Linked DNA regions of Mus musculus: region 2 is linked to region 1. The links are chromatin contacts, called in public HiChIP or PLAC-seq maps. All regions are on one chromosome and are shown on one strand. Each heading gives the region's core, a stretch centred on a gene start, on an enhancer-like site or on the middle of the called end of the contact. The rest is flanking DNA. Distances are from core to core; before and after follow the strand shown. Region 1 overlaps Shroom1 (shroom family member 1). Region 2 has its middle 12 kb from the start of Pdlim4.

Region 1 (2,639 bases), core at 49-2,548:
GCTGGCTGAGTTAGTAAGTCACCTGCTGTATGAACATGCAGACCTAACCTTGACTCCCCTGCACCCAAGTGAAGAGTAGGGTGCTGTTGCTGGGTAGGGGGGAGGAGAAGAGACAGGGGAATTCTTGAAACTCATTGGCCAGTTAGCCTAGCTAAATGATGTTCAGTAAAAGAGCCTGTCTCAGCCAGGCAGTGGTGGCACACACCTTTAACGAGGCCAGCCTGGCCTACAGAGTGAGTTCTAGGACAGCCAGGGCAACACAGAGAAACCCTGTTTAGAGAAAGAAAAAAAGACAAAGCAAAACAAAGAGCCTGTTACAAAAAAGTAGGGTAAACCAAGCTTGGTGGTGTATGTCTTTAATCCTGGCACTTGGGAGGTAGAGGAAAGTGGATCTCTGAGTGTTCAAGCCCATCCTGGTTTACTTAAAAAGTTCCAGGACAGTCAAGGCTACATAATTGAGAGACCCTTTCTCAAAAAAAAAAAAAAAAAAAAAGTGAAAAGAGGCAGAGGAAGATATTAGACATCCACCTCTGGCTTCCAATGTACACACCTGTGCATATACCACACACATCCGATAACCTATTTATTTGTTTATTTTTATTGTTTTTTTGAAACAGGACTTCTCTGTGTAGCTCTGGCTGTCCTGGAACTTGCTCTGTAGACCAGGCTGGGCTCTAATTTAGAAAGATCCGCCTGCCTCTGCTTCCCACGTGCTGGAAGTAAAGGTGTGTGCCGCTACTGCCTAGCCAAAAAAAAAAAAAGTTTCTAAAGAAAAGAAAACGTAGGAAGAGAGAGAAAGCGAGCGCACTGGTGTCTAAGCAGCCAGGGTAGGCCTTTTAGAGGAGTTGCCTATTTTCTTAGAGGCTGTCACTCAGTTGGTAGCTTCTTACCCTCCTGTGGCCTTTGTGAAAAGATCACCAGCCCTGAGTGTAAAGACTAACCAACAGGGCTGGCCTTGTTGTACATGAAGAGTCAGTCACCCAGTGTGGTCACATCAAGAGTCTGGCCCTAGGTCTAGTGGAGGCTCACTTGCCTCTCCACTTTAGGAAGGCTTTATGCTCCTGGCCCCACTCCCAGCAATGTGTTGACTACTGCATCCCAGAGAGATTTGCCCACCTGTATTCCAAAGTGTCTGGGAAGCTCAAATGAGCCTGCTTTGGGACCACACCCCCAGTGTGTGCCACCCTATTCTCTGCACCCTAACCAAGCAGGTCAAGGAAGACAACCTTCCAACATAGGTCACTGGGAGTCACAGATCCTCAAACCTCAGAGCTGCTCTCAGCCAATCCCAGCGCAGCCACACAGGCCTTCCCCCTTGCTCTGCCTCCTGGCACTGGGGAGAGATCAATTTCCAGCCAGTCCTGCTTGCCTGCAGGCTCTGTTTCTTCCTGATAACGCATGAGTAACCTGGTTAAACCCGTGGTGGCCAGGGCCTCCTCAGCCATTCTGTTGCTTTCCCCAGAAAAGACTAATAGGGAGGGGAGAAGGGGGCGGGGAAGACAGTAAACCTCCTCTTTTCTACCAAGGCCACCCCTCTACCAACTCCCCATGCCTCCGTCTGTCCCCTTGCCAGTCACCAACTATTTATTTAACATTGACTACATGCCAGGGCTGGTGCCAGGCACTGAGTGACATATAAAGGCAGGGCCTGTCCCCAGGACACTCAGGGGGTGGGAATGGGAGGAGGAAATAAAAAACAATGGCAGAGTAGGGGTGATGAGTGACCCCCCCCCCCAAAGAACCCCATGACCTCCAAGCTGAGTCCTGTGGGTGTAGCATGAGAGAGGTGGGTGTCTGATGAAGCTCCCTAGACAGAAGACATAGTTGCGGGCCCACCCAATGTATTATTATGGAATTTATGGCACTTGAAGTTGACTTATTTCACACTTTGACTGTGGGTTTTCTTGGAGAAAGAGGGACCATGGCAAGGGCTTTGGCCAGGGTTTGCCTCTAGGAAATTAATTTTGGCTGCAGTGAACTTGGAGACATGCCTCGATTCTAGGCAGGGCTCTGCCACTTACGACCTGTGTGTGTCTCTGGGCCGGGTCACTTCCTCCTCAGAACCGCGGGGTTCTCATCTGAAAAAAAAAAAAAAGGCACCTAGGGGGTTGAGGACTAAGATGAGTATTTATGCTACACACCTGGACCATAAAGGGCACAGAATGGGGGTGGACAAATTGAGAAGCTGTCGCTGCTCCTGCCTTGCCTCTGGCATTCCTTTTCTGGGCTCCTCTGTGATCTCAATGTTCTTGATCATTGTTTATCAGGAAAAGATCAAACATAGACGCTAACAGAATGGCCAGGAAGCAGCCTGGGTGGGACTGGAGTTTGAGCATGTGCCTGGTCTCAGCACGGCAGGAGTGTCCGAGCAGAGGTACCACTAGGGAAGCCCTGGCAAGGGAGTGGATCTACTACGTCAGAACTAAGGTTCCTAACTAACGCCCAGACTTGCGCGCATCCTATTGCCCAGACCGTGTCAACCTCAAGAGTTTCTCTACCATTCTGATGAGAAAGAAGATGCCAGAGCTAGGAACCCTGTGACCGGGGAGGGCACGTGTAAGCCCCCAGTTCTCCTCGGCAAAGGAGCCAGCAGGTTGTCCTAGCCCTTACCTGAACTCTTCACTCACCAACCCATCTAT
Region 2 (2,639 bases), core at 46-2,545, 620 kb after region 1:
ATCTATATGTGTATGAAATTGTCAAAAAGTAATTTGCTGTTGTTTATACAGCAACAGAACAAGGGTTGTAATCTTATAATTTTCCACAGTGTAGAATGAGCCTCACATGGATTCATTGTGTGTGTGTGTGCATGTGTGTGTGTGTGTGTGTGTGTGTGTGTGTGTGTGTGTGAGAGAGAGAGAGAGAGAGAGAGAGAGAGAGAGAGAGAGAGAGAGAGTATAAAATATTCACCCTTTTAGGTTACCTTTCTTGATGCTGCAGCAAAATACCTGACAGGAACAATTTGGGAAAGGAAGGCATGGTGGCTGGGGTGGCTCTGTTGTTGGTTGGAGTGAGTGGCCTGAGCTGTTCACCTCTGACAGATCAGGAAACAGAGAGCCCCACTAAGAATCAGAAATGGGCATCATGTTTAAAGCTTGCCCCCCCCCACCAGTGACCCACTTCTGCTAGCTAGGCCACAGTTCCAAAGGTTCCACAGCCCCTCAGAGCAGAGTCACCATCTGGAAGACAAGTACCTAAACATTTGAATGCGAGGACCTTCCCAAATACACGGTTATTTAAATCATAACTTTATGTTTACATTATTACAGTACGGACAGGTTTCTAAACAGTTCGGATACTTACATTCAACGAGAAGTTAATAAACGGGGTATGATGACTCCCACCTGTGATCCCAGCACTCAAGAGGGGGAGGCAGAGGATTTCTGTGAGTTGAAGGCCAGTCTGGGTTACAGAGTAAGATCCTGCCTCAAAATACAAAACAAACAAATAAGCAAACCAACCAAAAAACTGGCCACCATCAAACCCCAAAACCCGGAGCTCATAGGAAGCATAGGTAGACATGTTTAGTCTTGGGGTGGGAATCCTTTTTATTATCACAATGCTCTGCTTTCTTGTTATAGATAGGTTAAAGGGTCAGAAGGATACACTGGTGACTTACTGACTTGTTATTTCTGGTTTTCTTTAAGATTTCTTTATTTTGTTATTTTATATGTGTGGGTGTTTTTCCTGCATGTATGTCTGTGCACCAGGGGTATTCCTGGTGTTTGTGGAGGCACAAATGGTTGTGAGCCACTGTATAGGCGCTGGGACTTGAACCTGGGTCCTCTGGAAGAGCACTGAGCACTCTTAACTACTGAGAAGATTTCTAATTCTGGAGCTGGTGTTTGAGGGCTGGTATTTTTATTGTGTTTGTAACTTAAAACTTGTGACAAAGGCGTGTTAGTGGAGGGAGGGATTATGTTGACTCACAGCTGGAAGGTACAGCGATCAAGGAGCAGGAGGTGTGGTGGCAGGAAGGGAGGCAGCCAGCCCTCTGCACCGCAGCCAGTCTGCACCTGCAGCCAGCCGGGAAGCAGAGAGACAGGTCAGTCCAGGGCCTCAGCTCGTTTGCTCCCTTTTCTTTATTCAGGAGCCCCAGTCCATGAGACAGTGACCCTCCCACACCTCAGTTGACCTACTCTAGACCATCTTTCACAGACATGGGGATTCGGAATCCCGGCAAGCTGACAAGATTAACTATCAGACCTGTCTTCTAGTTATGTTCTTTGTACTAGCAGCCTGTGTTCCTGTCTTTAGGACTGAGTTTCCATCAGATACCATTTCCCTCTGCCCTTGAGAACCTTCTCCAACACTTCTAGTGCCACAAAATCTACTGCTGGTTGTTCTATTTTCAGTAGCAAATCTCTCTCTCTCTCTCTCTCTCTCTCTCTCTCTGTCTGTGTGTGTGTGTGTGTGTGTGTGTGTGTGTGTGTGTGTGTGTGTATGTGTGTGTGTGTGTGTGTGTGCATGTATATGTGTATTACTGTGTGCAGTTCATGTGCATGTGTATGGGTGCACAGAGGCCGGAGTAGGACATTGGGTACTCTGATCTATCACTCTCCATCTTATTCATTTGAGACAGGGTATTTTACTGAAACCGGAGCTAGGCTATCAGCCACAAGCCCCATGTGAGCCTCCTTTTTCTACCCCCACACCTTTAGTTTACTGGCTTAAACATGTTTTCCTTTTTTTAATTGTATGTATATGGATGTTAAGAGGGCATTGGATTCCTCGGAACTGGAGTTATGGACAGTTGTGATCCTTCATATTGGCATTGTGAGTTGAGTGCGGATTCTCCGAAAGTGCCCTTAACTACTGAATCCCCCAAATCCCTCCACCTTTATTTTAGGAGACAGGGACTCTCACTGTGCCTTGAGCTTCACTAACCAATCAGCTGGCTAGCCACTGAGCTTCACTAACCAGACCTGGGTTGTTGGCCTGCGCTACCATGCTTGGCTTTTTGGTGAGTTCTGGAGATCCAAACTCAGGTCCCCATATTTGTACAGAAGACACTTTCCATGCTAAGCTGTCTCTCCTGTCTCTGTTTCTTTAAGATAGTTCTCTGTCGCCCGCCAGGGCTGGCCTTACACTTCTGATCCTCCAGCTTCAACCCCTTGAGTGCTGAGATGGCAGGTGCAGGTGCACTTCCATGCCTGGCTCTCTGGATCTAATCTTCATCGTCTCCCCTCTTGGCTAGCTATTGCATTTTCTGTTTCTTCACGTGCCTAAGAGCATTTGATCAGAGATAATGGGAACTGTTGGTACATCATTGTTATGAGTCCAGGTATTATTTCTCCTTTAAGTGTTTCACTAGACA

The links. HiChIP or PLAC-seq counts read pairs in DNA pulled down with a chosen protein or histone mark.
Region 2: a contact with region 1 is called in a FOXA1 HiChIP or PLAC-seq map of pancreatic cancer cells. The contact joins two enhancer-like sites. A contact is called at or near these places in 4 of 39 promoter capture datasets (cranial neural crest, maxillary cranial neural crest, pre-B cells and 1 more) and 1 of 115 datasets of contacts at active chromatin or transcription factors (pancreatic cancer cells).

Annotation. Positions count from the first base shown.
Region 1 is chr11:53,460,538-53,463,176 of GRCm38.p6, forward strand. The region is part of intron 1 of Shroom1 (shroom family member 1); the gene reads left to right. Among named protein-coding and RNA genes, the nearest start is that of Shroom1, 4.7 kb to the left of the region's middle. Within about 2 kb of position 1,299, at least 31 of the 459 cell types and tissues checked have an H3K27ac peak or open chromatin away from gene starts, as enhancers often do. A contact at or near this core is called in pancreatic cancer cells, where this site is marked.
Region 2 is chr11:54,079,271-54,081,909 of GRCm38.p6, forward strand. No RefSeq gene overlaps it. Among named protein-coding and RNA genes, the nearest start is that of Pdlim4, 12 kb to the left of the region's middle. Within about 2 kb of position 1,296, at least 33 of the 459 cell types and tissues checked have an H3K27ac peak or open chromatin away from gene starts, as enhancers often do. A contact at or near this core is called in pancreatic cancer cells, where this site is marked.